Linked DNA regions of Capra hircus: region 2 is linked to region 1. The links are chromatin contacts, called in public Hi-C maps. All regions are on one chromosome and are shown on one strand. Each heading gives the region's core, a stretch centred on a gene start, on an enhancer-like site or on the middle of the called end of the contact. The rest is flanking DNA. Distances are from core to core; before and after follow the strand shown. Region 1 has its middle 63 kb from the start of SEC14L1. Region 2 holds the start of MGAT5B (alpha-1,6-mannosylglycoprotein 6-beta-N-acetylglucosaminyltransferase B).

Region 1 (2,823 bases), core at 165-2,664:
ATCTTCCCGGACCAGGGATTGCACCCGCGTTCCCTGCGTTGGCAGGTAGATTCTTATCCACTGAACCACCAGGGAAGTCTGCTCCGTGGCTTTTGGAATGCCATCTGTCCTCCATGTGTGTCTCTGTGACCAAATTTCCCCTTTTATAAGGACGCCGGTCATATTGAATTAGGGCCCACCCTAATGACCTCATCTTAACTAATTATCTCCCTGCAATGCAGGAGACCCTCGTTCAATTCCTGGGTCGGGAAGATCCCCTGCAGAAGGGATAGCCCACCCACTCCAGTATTCTTGGTCTTCCCTGGTGGCTCAGCTGGTAAAGAATCCGCCTGCAATGCGGGAGACCTGGGTTCGATCCCTGGGTTGTGAAGATCCCCTGGAGAAGGGAAAGGATACCAACCCCAGTGTTCTGGCCTGGAGAATTCCATGGACTGTATAGTCCGTGGGGTCGCAAAGAGTCAGACACTACCGAGAAACTTTCACTTCACTTTAACTAATTATATCTGCAACGACTCTACTTCCAAATTACATGCTGAGGCCATGGGGGTTAGAACTTCATTATGTGAATCTGGAGGGGACGCAAGTCAACCCATAACCACAAGTGACACATTTTCTGTGACCAAAGCCAGCCAAGAAGGCTGCCTGTTAAGCTGAGCACTGACCGCACTGTCTGGGAGGGGCTGGGTGTGCACCCTCATGGGGCAGTCACAGCTCTAATGAAATGCTTTGAAAAGCGCCCGATCTGTGGAATGTTCCAGGCAGATTAAATATACAGCATCCGAGAAGCCAAGTGGCTTGGAAAAATGCATTTATGGCTTTAACAAAAGATGGAGCAGTTGGACAAGCAAGCAAGATAGCGCTAATTGGCAGGCAGCTCTTGTTTTCTCCCTACAGTTGCCTCATGGATTTGTTTTTTAAAAAAAAGAAAGTGTTGAAGGCTTGAAATTAAACACTTTAAACAATGGGCTAATGTTCTCAGAGACCAGCTTTTGTTCCACCTACTGGGTTCTTTTCAATCAGCTGAAAACACCGTCTTCCCCCGGGTAGGGGCATGGAAGATAAGAGGGAGGCACCGCCTTAAACGCTTTGAGAGCAATTTTCTTTCCTATCTTATCACCACCTTCAAGACATGTTATTTTCATCTGAAGTGTGGCTCCTATTTGGGCAAGAAAAAAGTCTTTTCATCTCTCCCATTCCTCATTTTTTCCCCCTCTATCTTCTGAGGGAAGCTTAGGGGAAGATTTTTCTTCCACTTGCTGTGCTTTCGGAATCCCATAAAACACGCTGGCGGCTGGCGTGTTTTGGACTGATAACACCCCCTCCCATCCCACCACGTGACCCCAGCACGAGCTGTCACGGGGTCAGCGTGCGGACCTGGTGGGGGACCAATGAGGTTTGGCAGGAAGCAGTGGGGAGGCGAGCGAGGCGGGTGGGCAAGGAGCTGAGGGCCCCAAGTGTCCTTTGCCCACTGACACTCCCGCGAGCCCACTCCCTCTTCAGGCACCGCTGGCCCCCTCATCTCCAAGGCTGCATCCATGTTTCACCCCCCATCACCAACATAACTGCAAGACCAGCCTGACCCCTCTGCTTAGAAAGCTCCTCTTCCTTGGAACCCTAGAAGCACAGAATAAAGGAGATTTCCAGAACAACTTGATGGGTGTCACTGGGAGGTCATTCCAAGGCAGTCAGCCTCAGGATGGTCTGAGCCGCAGGGACCTTGGAGAACTGCCCAAGGCAAAGGGATGCAGGAGGCAAAGGGGGCCCACCTGGGGCCAGTCCCACTGCCTCCAGTCTGCAGAGGCCATCTCCAGCAGAGGGAGAGAGATCGCACATCTGGGGAGCATGGAAACACTCTGCTCCCTGCAGCCATGACTGATGGATGGTGGGTGTGTGGCAGGGTCAGAAGAACAAATGGGTGACGTGTCCCCAGACTCAGGCTGTCCCTGGGCCATAGCGCTGCAGGATTATGGAGAATTGAGTTTGCACATGAGCACCAACATCCCCATGGCAGCTTGAAAAATGAGAACTTCTAGAGAGACAAAAACTAGACTTGGGATTCTTTTATTGAGATTCCTTCCTTCATGCATACTGTCTATCTCTCTGTATCTCTCTCGTCCCTGCACCCCCATCTGTCAGTTTCTCTCTTTGTCTCTGTCTTTTTCAAGCAGTAATCACAAAATAACATGGAAGAAGAGGTGACTTGTGTTCTCACAGCTACAAGATGACTTCAAGACTCATGGAAATTGACCCCTATGGAAATTGACATCTGCTGCTGGTGATGACTCAGATCCACATGTCACCAACTGGGTACCACTTGAGAGCTAAGAAGATGCTCCAGTAAGCCTCCTCCCTCCTTTACAGGCTGGCTTTGCTGGTGTGTTTCTATTTTAGAGTCAGGAGATGGGTCTCACGTGGGAATTATATTTCTCCAACCAACTGGTACCAAGTTGGTTCCTGAAGCCCCCACAGTACTGGTGGCAATTTCAGACCCCCATGTTTCTTTCCTCTAGTTTCAGGCCAATTGGAATCTGCAGACAATAAATACCAGCTACAGACATGCGGAACCTAGGAGAGGAGGTACAGTGTGTGGTTAGGGTTCTGCTCCCCTCCAGGCTGGGCATTATAAAGAAGTTCTGCTTCACAGCCTGAAGCACCCACCCCTGCCGTTCTCACCACCATCTCCAGACCTGAAAACAACCACCTGGAAGCCGTGTATACTCGATCTTACCCAAAAGGCCGAGAAGCGATCTGGAAGGCCTTTAAACCCTTTCCACCTGGGGAAATGTGTCTATCTTTGCATCCTCAGCCACTGCGTCCCTCTCG
Region 2 (2,823 bases), core at 217-2,716, 150 kb before region 1:
GTTCAATGCAAATTTGTCACCTAGCTGGAGTTAACACATTAATCCGCCAACACCAATTCATCATCGACTTTCACATTAGCGGCAAGCAAGGCGATGAGGTAATGGAACACTGGACAGGTGAATTTTGATGAGGAAGGAGCAGGAAGGGCAGACTGTGAGTCACAGCTGGTGAGAAATGGCCCTGATCAGGGCTGGGGGGTGGGCTAGGTGAGCAGCAAAGGGGTGGGGGTGGAAGCGGGGAGGCTGGGGCCTGGTTGGACCAGACAAGGACTGGATGGACCAGTATAGAGGTTTCCTCTTCTGGAAAGGCCCTCGGGGTCATCCATGTCCTTCTTCACATGGCCTGAGGCCTTGGGCTCTTCCCAGCCTGGGCCTTCCCTGGCTATGGCTGGCCAAGCTGGTCTGGCAAGTGCCCTTCCTGCCTGAGCAGCATCCTCAGATCCAGGCTTGGTTCTTGCTCGGGGTGCTCACAGGGGCCACTGACCTCTCTCTGCAAAGGCAAACACCTCTCCAGGGTCAAGAAGTGGAAGCAGGGTGGGTGGGGGTGAAGGGAGGACATGCATGCTTTCTGGAGTTGGAAGGAGCCTTAGTGAACCTCACGTGTGCCTGCCAAGTCGCTTCAGTCATGTCAGACTCCATGTCAGTCATGTCAGACCCTATAGATTGTAGCCTGGCTAGGCTCCTCTGACCATGGGATTCTCCAGGCAAAAGTACTGGAGTGGGTTGCCATTTCCTCCTCCAGGGGAATCTTCGTGACCCAGGGGTCGAACCCGTGTCTCCTGCGGCTCCTGCATTGCTGGTAGATTCTTTACCGCTGAGCCATGGGGTGGGGTGGGGCAGGGTGAGGGAAACCGAGCAGTCCCCTTGACTTTCAGGTATCACCCGCTGGTTAACGGAAGGTCTGAGACTAGAACCCAACCCACCTGCCCCTGTTTCTGGGCTCAGAGGAAAAGCCTCAGTGTCACAGGCCGTGTTTAAAAAAAGGAAGCAAAGGAGAGCTGCTGCAGTCTGTCCATAGAGGGCCAAAGGATGGGTGAAGGTTGCAAAGCGAAATCGTGGGTGTGAAGGGGCCGATGCAGAAGCCCTGTGGCCGCAGAGGCAGGAGCAGCGACCCGAGGGAGGGCCCTGGCACAGGGCATAAGGGGGCAACCTCCTCCTAGCGCTGACCTCCTCTGTGCTCTGCAGGAGCCCGAAGCAGCCCTCGGCCCTCAGAGCTGGTGGCACCCGGCATGCTTCCGAAAGCGGGGCCTGGGGAAGTTGCAGGGCTGGAAGGAGGCTCGGGGACGCCCGCCCGCCTTCCCACCCCGGCGCCCCGCCTCGGGCCTGGAGAGCGCGCCGCTGGGCCGCGGCCACGAGGTGGCGCCGGCGCGCCGAGGAAGCGTGGCGGCCGCTCCCGGGCCGCCCCAGCCGCTACTCGGCCGCCTCCTCCGAGCTAACAATGCGGCGCCTCCGGGCGTAACGCAGCGCGGGGCTGGACACCCGACACCCGAGGGCGGGCAGCGGGGAGAGCGGGCGGCAGCGCGGGCGCGGGGCGCCCTCGCCGGGGGCCATGGGCGCGGCGCGGTACGCGGCCGGGAAGCGGCGCGGCGCGGAGGCGCGGGGGGCCGGGGCGCGGGGCCGGGGCCGCCGCTAGCCGGCACCGAGGGCGCGGGCCCGGGCGGGCATGAGGGCGCCCGCGGCGGGGAGCCCGTCTGCGCGTCGCGGCGCCGTCCCGCCCTGCGAGAGAGCCCGAGCAGGCAGACGCGCGGCCGGCGGTCTGGGGGCGCGCCGCCTCCCGGCCTCCAGAATGTGAAGGGGGAGGGCGGAGACGCAGAGACGGCCCGGCCAGGCGCCCTCGCCGGCCTCCGGCAGCCGCGCCGCTCCCCGGCCCCTGCCCGCCGAGCCCCCGCCGACCCCGCGGGCCGCGAAGCCGCCGGGCCCCCGGGCCCCCTCCTCGCCTCGCTCGGGCCCGGCTTCGGCCCGCAGAGGGTTCGCTGCCAGGACGTGGCCAGAGCCGAGCTCGGGACCGTCCGGCCGGCCTCGCCCTCGGCTTCTCGCCCGGACAAGTTTGAACAATGATCACAGTCAACCCCGATGGGAAGATAATGGTCAGAAGATGCCTGGTCACCCTGAGACCCTTTCGGTAAAGTTCTTTCCCGTTGGCGCGGGGAGGGCTTTTTCTCCAAGGGGGCGCGGGGTAGGTGGGCGAGGTCAGTCTCTGCGAGGGTACCTGTCCCTAGGGTGTCCCAGTAGCAGAGCGGGGCGGTTTGTGCTTCCACCCTTGATGGTGGCCAGCGGGGCTGGGAAAGGCATGGAGCTGGGGTCCCGGTTCGGGTGGGGAGGGTGTGTGATTCTGGGACGTGTGGACCGAGTTTGGTCTAGATTCGGAGAGGACTCGGGGTGCGAAGGTGGGAAAGGGGGCAGAAATCACCCATGTTGTGGTCCTGGGCCGGGGAAGTTGCCCCAGCCAGGGCGCCCCTTCCCTGCCTCTCCGGTCCTTCCCCACCTCGAGATCGGCCCCATCCCCGCGGCAAAGTTAGCGCTCGAGCGGGGCGGCATCCCCACCCAGCCCGCCCCCCCACCCCCTCCGCCCGAGCCACCCTCTTTGACCCCGCCTCCTGCTTGCACTCCTTTTCTCTCGGGGGGTGCGGGCTTCTGTCCCATGGGAGGGCCCCGAGATTGTGGCAAAGACCCCCCACCCCCTTCTACTGGGAATTCGATCCCGGATCGCGGGCCTTGGAGAAATTGGGGCAGGGGCGGCGCTGTGGGGAGGAGGGGTGGCCAGAGCGTGGAGGCAGGAGGGAAGACAAGACCGACCTCCTACTCCGACCTGGGCGGTCCAGG

What was found. Hi-C and Micro-C count contacts between places; a contact is called where the count stands out from the background.
Region 2: a Hi-C map of liver shows a contact between it and region 1, with 6 times the contacts expected there. The contact joins the promoter of MGAT5B here to the enhancer-like site in region 1. A contact is called at or near these places in 3 of 5 Hi-C or Micro-C datasets (blood and liver).

Annotation. Positions count from the first base shown.
Region 1 is chr19:54,027,907-54,030,729 of ARS1.2, reverse strand. No RefSeq gene overlaps it. Among named protein-coding and RNA genes, the nearest start is that of SEC14L1, 63 kb to the right of the region's middle. Within about 2 kb of position 1,414, at least 1 of the 5 cell types and tissues checked has an H3K27ac peak or open chromatin away from gene starts, as enhancers often do.
Region 2 is chr19:54,182,240-54,185,062 of ARS1.2, reverse strand. MGAT5B (alpha-1,6-mannosylglycoprotein 6-beta-N-acetylglucosaminyltransferase B) reads left to right here and starts at 1,466. Exons shown (of 18, transcript XM_018063721.1): 1 at 1,466-2,122. The coding sequence starts at 2,055.